Regions from separate parts of the Mus musculus genome. Here region 2 is linked to region 1. Evidence: chromatin contacts called from public Hi-C data. All regions are on one chromosome and are shown on one strand. The core of a region is the stretch at or near the end of the contact, and the rest is flanking DNA. Distances in the headings are between cores, read along the strand shown.

The links. A called contact is a pair of places that touch in the nucleus more often than the background predicts.
Region 2: a Hi-C map of myeloid progenitors shows a contact between it and region 1, with 3 times the contacts expected there. The contact joins the promoter of Tacstd2 here to the promoter of Il12rb2 in region 1. A contact is called at or near these places in 2 of 39 promoter capture datasets (liver and stem cell-derived epiblast-like cells), 2 of 484 Hi-C or Micro-C datasets (macrophages and myeloid progenitors), 4 of 115 datasets of contacts at active chromatin or transcription factors (CD8 T cells, effector CD8 T cells, embryonic stem cells and 1 more) and 2 of 9 other capture datasets (adipose tissue and embryonic stem cells).

Annotation. Positions count from the first base shown.
Region 1 is chr6:67,373,929-67,378,249 of GRCm38.p6, forward strand. It overlaps Il12rb2 (interleukin 12 receptor, beta 2), which reads right to left and starts at 2,260. Exons shown (of 16, transcript NM_008354.4): 1 at 2,107-2,260.
Region 2 is chr6:67,534,035-67,538,355 of GRCm38.p6, forward strand. It overlaps Tacstd2 (tumor-associated calcium signal transducer 2), which reads right to left and starts at 1,788. Exons shown (of 1, transcript NM_020047.3): 1 at 25-1,788. The coding sequence starts at 1,672. The coding sequence ends at 719.

The DNA.
Region 1 (4,321 bases), core at 1,010-3,509:
CCACCAGGTTTCTCATATAAATAGAGAATGCCACTGAAGTTTCTGATCTAATAACCTACATGTCAACATCTCTGCCTGGCATTTACTTAATGAATGCCTTTTCTAGATGTTGTAATAAGGAAACAGACTCTGATTAATCTGAACTTGATCATCTTTTCTGGCCTTTGTTAACAAGTTTTCACTACACAGAGCATATAACTTAGTTGTTAATCTTAATTGCTCTACTACACAAGGGAACTAGCAGCATTTCTGCACCGAGGTGACATTTGCTATGATAAGGTGACACAGGAAACTTAGGAGCAGACTTAGAGTCAGACTAGAGTTATGTTCCAAGCTTTTCCTTCATCCCTCCATCACTCTAGGTGCCTGCTAGCCTAACAGCAGTTCTTACGCTGCCCATTGCAATTCTTTTTTTTTTAATATTTTTTTTATTACGTATTTTCCTCAATTACATTTCCAATGCTATCCCAAAAGTCCCCCATACCCTCCACCCCCCCCCCCCATTTCCCTACCCACCCACTCCCATTTTTTTGGCCCTGGCATTCCCCTGTACTGGGGCATATAAAGTTTGCATGTCCAATGGGCCTCTCTTTCCAGTGATGGCCGACTAGGCCATCTTTTGATACATATGCAGCTAGAGTCAAGAGCTCTGGGGTACTGGTTAGTTCATAATGTTGTTCCACCTATAGGGTTGCAGATCCCTTTAGCTCCTTGGGTGCTTTCTCTAGCTTCTCCATTGGGAGCCCTGTGATCCATCCAATAGCTGACTGTGAGCATTGCCCATTGCAATTCTAAAGGGACTAGTCTACACACCTCATTTATTTTCAATGAGCCTCAGTGTTCCCTTGTCAATGCCACAACGTAGCTAACCTGAAGTTGGATGGTGTCTGCTCTTATCATTCAAACCTGATCTTTGAAAAGTGCCCCCTGAGCAGCTAGGTCAGTCAAGAACTTTGCAGAAGACCGGGAAAAGACGTTTCAGTATCAGCTGACAATTCTCACTGTGTGGCTTATCCACGGAATAAGAAATAAAATGGTCCCTGTGCCACAAGACCATTGTGGGGTTAAAATGAGATGCTCTTAAGCACTGTACCGAGCATACAGCAAGCGCTCAGTAGATAACGCTCCTATTCCCATGCTGAAAAGAAAAAGAACACCATTCCATTTTTTCAAGGTCATAGTTAAAACTTAGGTAGGTAGCCTTTAAGCATCATCTAGTTCCACTGAAACATTAATTTGATTAAAACAAGGTATATTGTTATACCTTTGACATACTATGATATATGTTGATATACTTTGATATAAGTATCTCTAATTATAACTTTAAAGGAATGAAGTGGGGTTTCTATTGGCTATAGTGCCCACCAAGTGTAGTGAGAAAAACGGATGTTCAATTCTTATTTCTATCTTAAAAACAACAACAAATGCTGTTTCCCTGTGCAGAGTACTAGAAACTTCCAACAGCAAAGGAAACCAGATCTCCTCTGTGATTTGGTGGTTACATATTGAAAGCAGTGACGGCAACAATTTGCTAGAGAACAAGCCAGGTGCAACAGCAAGAAAGAGAGCCCAATACTGAGAAATTATTTGCAACACTTACTGTTCTAAGATTCTTCTCTCCTAAAGTCAGGCTGAAGTTCAGTTTGCCATCCTATCTAACCACGGAGACATTTAAGAGCCATGAGGAGTTTATCAGAGTATACTCCATGCCTAACAAATGGATTGCTGAGGATTCATTGAATCAGGCGTGGGGGATGCACAGGAAAAGGGGGACTACACCCATTCCTCACCGATGGAGAATGGGAATCCAATCTCTCCCCCCTCCTCCCTCTAACTTCCACTTTTAAAACAGCACTTCATTCTGTAACAAGAAGTGATCCCGTGCTTCAGTGTGGGCCTAGGCATAATTGGCCCTAAGGTGTGGCTCCCCACCTTTCTACATCTTGGTCGAGGGCACCTACCACTATCCTCATCCCAGGGAAGCCTGTGGGGCTCAGTCTGAGGACCAGTCAGTGCCCACGGGTGAAGGGAAGTCAGTCACTGGACCTCAGAGCCCCGGTTCTCCTTACCGGGTTCCTCTGCGCTCGCCCAAGTGCCTCCACTCACCAGAGCTCTTCCCGCGCACAGGACGCAGAGAGGGATCCTGGCACCCGCTAGCCTAGCGCAGCGCCATCGCTGGAGTCCACGCGGCAGTGTGGACCTCCGGTGCAGTGGCCATGACAAGTGTCCAGGCAGAGGTGCCCGGCCCTCGGGGAAGTCCCTTCTGCGCTCTCACCACGCCCGCCACTAGCCGCAGAGGGAGGGTTTAAAACTAAGTGAGAAAGGAACCAAGGCGTGTGACCCCAGTTGCCAGCACCCAGCGTGCTTAGTGCGGTTCTGAGAAAAAAGGGAACTTGCCCAGTGCAGGAGGCGTGTGCCACAAAATGACAAGGCTGACGCGCTAAACAACTCACTTACCAACTCATTAACTAGCATCTCAGTTATTTAAAGGTGACTTTAAGGACATATAAAACGGAAAGTGGACTTGAAACAAACAAAACACACTGGAGAAACTATTTTTTATCTGTGTTCACACTGACAGTTCAACATGCTTAACTAAACCTTTTCTTTCCCTCATTATAAGCAGATAAACATAATACAATTTCATTAGCACATGCGTTGCTGCTGTTCCGTTATCCCCGCATTGTCCCCCGGCTCCCCATGCCACCAGCTAGATTTAGACCCCAGCTTTTCTGCCTCCTAATTTGCCAGGCGTTAAAATGTGGAAAAGTGCATATGTAGAATACACAACTTGCAAATAGATTGTGCCACATGTAATTTACATTCGCTAATAAGTTATTATGCAAGAACTACAAAAAGCTTTAAAATTTCAGATCAACACTCCTTTGTAACAAGATGGCTCAGAGCTGTGGAAATCCTTGGTATAGCAAAGTTAGCTGAATTGTCTTAGTCAAAAGTAAATAATGTAAATCAGATGTACTGCCTCTCTCCGGTAATCTTAGGCAGGAGGGCTTTAGTAAATTCCAGGCCCACTTGAGCTATGGAGATAGGATTAAGTCACTAATTATTTTTAGAGTAACAAATATTTCAAATTTGCGATTTTTCTGTAATATAAGATTATTCACAATATGCTACTTAATTTTTTTCTGCAAAATATTTAAAAGCCCAAATTTATGGGTTTAGTGGTGACAGCAAAGTAATATATACACCAAGTGAGAATAAGCTAAATAAATAATGAGTAAATAAATACATAGTAGCCTCTGGTTAGTTGAAAGGACAGCTGGTGATATCAGAGATGATATGATATTAAAGATATAGTGGTCAAATATGAATGATAACTTTGTGCACTCTATGGGTTAGGTTATTTTTCAATAGCTTCATTTAGCTTATTAACTATTCATTTATGCATATAATAAAAAGCAGCTGAACATATATTAGAACTGGTTTTGAAAATCCCTTTTTATTTTCTGAAGGCGTATACAGTCTAAAATACTGAAAGACCACTGGTTACAAACCTCCATCTATATAGGACCTTACCTCACTACTACCAGATGCTAATTGCTTTAAATATTCCTGAGACACTTCATTTACCTTACGGCCTAAGATGTGAAAGTTTAAGAGTCAGGTTTAAATTTGATTGTGAAGCAAGAACATCAGCTATTGAGAATACAGCCTTCTTTGGTTTTTATATTTCTCCAGAGGCAAATCAATAAGGTGGTCTCTCTTCCATAACGTAGAAGAATGTTTTCAGTCTATGTCTGTCAATTAATTTAGAATTCAGGTCAACTAAGCACTTGTGCCAAAAGCTATGCATAAGAGTGATCCTCTCATGCCACTCCGTAGGTTTTCAGTTCCTAGAGCACAGGAGTGCCGTGCCCGTGCCATGTCTGCCCTCCTGCCTCTAGCACTGCTGTACTGGAGGGCACAAGGTGGGGAGCTCACTAAAGTTTTATCGAGTTGAATTAGCTCTTTTCAAAAAGAGCTCATTCTCTTTGGAATGAAACAATTTCTAGGTATTTAGAATTTTCAAAACTTTCAACAGAGTTAAAAAGTTGTTGAAGAACTACACTATTCTTAGCGAGTCTGTGACCATTTCACCAGGGCAGAACTTCTATGTCTCTCCCTCCATTCTCCTCCTCCTCCTCCCCTTTGAAGGTGGCTGCTTGTTTAGTTAGAGAGAAAAGAGAGGCTTGCTTGTGTGCTTCCTAAAAAGCAAGACTAAGACAGTGGAGGCAGTTCATGTAAGGCAACAGAAGCCCAACACGTCATCCAAAATGTCAGCCTGTGCCTGTGATGAAACTCAGCTAAGTTCATAACCACA
Region 2 (4,321 bases), core at 538-3,037, 160 kb after region 1:
GCATTAGACAAAGGAGAACAATAAAATGATATAAATCTGGAGGGATTTTTCACACAGCCTATCTTTTTAGGTGTGCCTTTCCCATATTTTATTAAACTCGAGTTGTTGTTTTAAAAAACAGCAGCATTATCAAAGACACATCTGTACAAACATTTTACAAAAGAGAACTCTCTAGGATCAGCTACATCAAGGACAAGCAGAAAAATAGATGCAGTCCAACAAAGACATTGAAAATGACTTCAGACGTTGGAAATGCCTTTTCTTATACAAACGATGGCAGATGAACACTGCGCAGGATCAATTAGTGAGTGAACTGCTCTTCCTTTCCTGAAGGTTGGGAGGCAGGGAGCGAATGGGTCACCAACAACCCGGATAGCCAAATCGCCGCTTTCCCATTTCAAACCGTTTAAGTCTTTGGGTAGATTCAAGTCGCTGGGAAACAAGTGGGCTGCCTGGCACTAGCTTCTTAACCAAGCTATCTAGCCTTTGCTTAACTCTCCCGGTCAGGTTTCCAGTGACTAGACAAGGAATTTCAGAAATGCGTCCTTAAAAAACCAAGGGCGAGGGAGGTGACCTGAGCTCAGCATCTAGAGAACTTGTTTGTGGAGAGAGAAGGAAGAGGTCAAAGCTGGGAGGAAAATTACCTCCTGACTGAGAATTAACAGGCCAACCCATCTGGTCTGAGGTGCCGAGGAAGTCGGGGCATCCTACAGGAAACCTACAAGCTAGGTTCGCTTCTCATCTCCCCCAGCTCCTTAAGCTCCACCTTTTTGTATTTGCCCGACTTCCTCCGTTTGGTGACCACCAAGACCACCACACCAGCCACTACCGCTACCGAGACGACAGCGATGACGGCAATGACGCCGGCGGTGAGGCGCTTCATGGAGAACTGGGGGGGCTTCTCGTCCAGGTAGTAGATGAGCGTCCGCTCCACATGCAGGGGTTCCCCACGCACCTGCACGTCCAGGCCGCGGCGGCCCATGAACAGTGACTCGCCTTTAATGTCCCTTTCGAAGTAGTAGGCGGCATCAGCGATGTCCACGTCTCTCAAGCCCTTCTGCGACGCGTTCTGCCGAAGCTCTATCTGAATGGTGGGCTCCTCATAGTGTACCGCGGATAGGAAGCTGGGGTGCAGCTTGTAGCGTTCTTGGAAGAGCCGCCGCAGCTCGGAGTCTAGGTCAGAGTGGTTGAAGGCTCGGTCGGTCGGGCGGTGGCGCAACTCAATGAGGATGTGGTGGGTTCGCACCACTTCGTCGCAGCGCAGGCTTTGGTCTCCCTTGTCCGTGCGGCGCACGCCCACCGAGTTTACGCACCAGCACACCGAGGTCTGGTTGCACTGGCGCGCCTTGAAGCGGCCCTTGTCGTCACACTCCGGGTCGTAGAGGCCATCGTTGTCCAGTATCGCGTGCTCGCTCGGCATCACCAGGCTGCGGCCGCTCTTCCGGGCGCTCATGCGCGCCTTGAGCAGCAGGCACTTGGAAGTTAGCGTGGAGCAGTCGACCAATACCTGTGAGCCCATTGCCCGACATTGGCAGACCCCGCCTGGGCCATTTGTGTCGCAGACCGTCATCTTGTTGGTGGGGCATGTACAGTTGCTCTGAGCCGTGCAAAAGCGGGTCGCCATCGCCAGCAGTAGCAGTAGCAGCGGTGCTAGATCCAAGCCCCTCGCCATGGTGGGGTGGAGTAGAATGGACCTCCAACTACAGACCAGAGGCAGGGATTCTGAAGGATCAGGCTGGGTAGGACACTGCAGGCGACTCCTGCCGGGCTTTTCCCTCCAGCTCTTATAAGCTCCTGTACCTGTAGGACTGGTTAGCTAGTGACTCACTCAATGGAATTTGGGTGGCGCTCCCTATTCCCAGGTCCCGCGGAAGAAGCCGGCAGCCCTGAGCTGCCTGAGATAGAATCAGGCAGGGGAGATTGCTCCTGCCATCTGCTGACCAAAACCCCATAGAGGAAACCAGTACTTACCTGGCCGCACCCCTCCTCATAGCTCAGAACCAGGGCGTCCCACCTTTCCTAGTGCACCTCAGGAGTTTCTCCAGAGGCCCAGCTCCCGACTCTCACGTCCCTACAATTCCAGACCCCATAATCCCGTACCTTCTTTTTCTCTCAACTCCTATCTTCAGTTTCGTTCCTTCCCTCTCTTCTTGCTCCAGAACACCTTATAACACAGTTAAACAGTTCACTGACATAAACCTGATCACATGCCTTTGTCTGTAAACCCTATTCTAGGTGAGATGGTGCAGCTGAGGCAGGGAGACCTGAAGTCACCCAGCCACTGATTTCCCAGGATTCTCCCTGGGCTTTCTGCTTGGCTTTAAGAACTATAAATGAGTATTTACAAAAACAAAATGTTGCAGCATCTGAAGACAGGCTAGTTAAAACAATTCTATTGCTACATCACCTGCACAGCACAATCCAGTTGTCATGGTGTGCCACATATGAAAAGTCCTATTGAACAATGCATATGCCTGTACTTGTGTAAGATAAATGAAAAGAAAAAAAATTGTAGAGTAAGCCAGTCCACTAGGAGAGATGTACAATTTGATTCTAAGAGAGGCAATTTTTTATTTTCTTTCCCTGTATTGAATGATATAACGAGAGAAGGGAGCCTGTGAGAAACTGTGCTTCTTTAATAGGATGAAGGAGCGACACTCTCTTTTAGAATCTAGAGAAAGTCCACCGCTCAAAGCTGTGGTAAAATTAACAATAATTAACAAACTATAATTATTTCCAGGCCCACCTTCAAAATACATTTTATATATATCAGCATTTAATGTACGCCACTAGAATACTGAACAAGGGTGTCATTTGACTCATGGTAGCCAGTTGGGCCTCTCTGCACCATTAATTTTCAAGCAATTCCTGAGGCAGACAGATACAAACATATTATTTTGTCTTTACAGACAGAGGAAGTCGAGACACGAGGGACAAATGCTTACCCAATAGCAGTAGGAGATCTCGGTACACACCTCTGATTTCTACCCCCACTGTCTCTTGAACAACTAGCTTATCCTGTCCAGCTTCCACCCACCTTGCCTCAGAGAAAGATCTAAAGCACAAATGTGTGCACATCTTCTTTTTTGTTGAGAATACTCTCTCTCTCTCTCTCTCTCTCTCTCTCTCTCTCTCTCTCTCTCTCTCTCTGTGTGTGTGTGTGTATGTACAGGTAAGGAGACATCTTGGCTCTAAGAACAGAGTTCATATTTTATGAACTGGTGCACAGTGCCAACTGCTGTCATAGTTACTGCCATCATCATTGTATCCCTGCAAACTTCTCAGACGTCCACCAGCCTTTGCAGAGTTTGGTACCTAGAATCTCCTTTTCTTTATCTGTTTCAGTATACAATTGTGATTTTCTGCTCAACTCCTTGGTTACTTTCAGGAAGCTTTTTCTGATACATCCCTCCCACATCCACTCAGGAATATGTCTTTTGCTTTTACTTCCTTATTTTTTGCATCCTAGGATTAGCAAAAAAAAAAAAAAAAAAAAAAAAAAAAAAAAAAAAAAAATTACCCTTCCTGGGTCTCTGTTGCCCAGAGTAAACTGGGTACATCAGTTTCTGGCTCTGTTTCTTAGATTTTTTTTTTTTCCTGAGAATCAAACTAAATATACAAGGCAGTGAATGGTAAAGCTTGGTAAACTCCAAGACAATGTTATATTCTGTTAAAAAAATTATCCCATCTCCTCACTTTTCAAGTGATTTGCTGGGTGGTCACAATCTACTATCTACTTGTAATACCACCTCATTTTCATTCCCCTGAGTCCCAAGCCATATGGAGGAAAGCTAGTGGGGAGGCAGTCTCAGGGCTGATACATATAGGTAATCATGTGTTGACTACTTAGTTACCTCATGGGATTTTGTTACGTACTGGGAGGAGTGGAAGTGCAGGCATCCAAGCCTGGTATTCTCAATGTGAAGCTAGAGTGAGCAAAGATGACCTTCATATCCCCTGGCTCCCTTCGTTAATAGCTGGTCCTACCAGGCTTTCTCCAACAGGCACAAACCGATCCAGCTCGGATTCTCTCTTCCTCTAATTAAAAGCAAAATCAAGTGCTAGCTTGATTAATTTCTTTGTGTTTTTATTGTAATGTAGAAATACTTAACAAAAGTTTCCCATCATTTCAGGATTGTCCAGTGCTTACAAGGGGCAGCAGCCATGCCAGATTACTGCATCCCTGGCACAGAGTATACAGGAGGCACTAGGTACTGCGTGTTTAATTCACAGTGAATTGTGTCCAGAATGTCACAATATTGATATGACACTCCCTAGAGTGTACATGTGAACTATTTAAGTGTTTATGACCTGGGAGAGA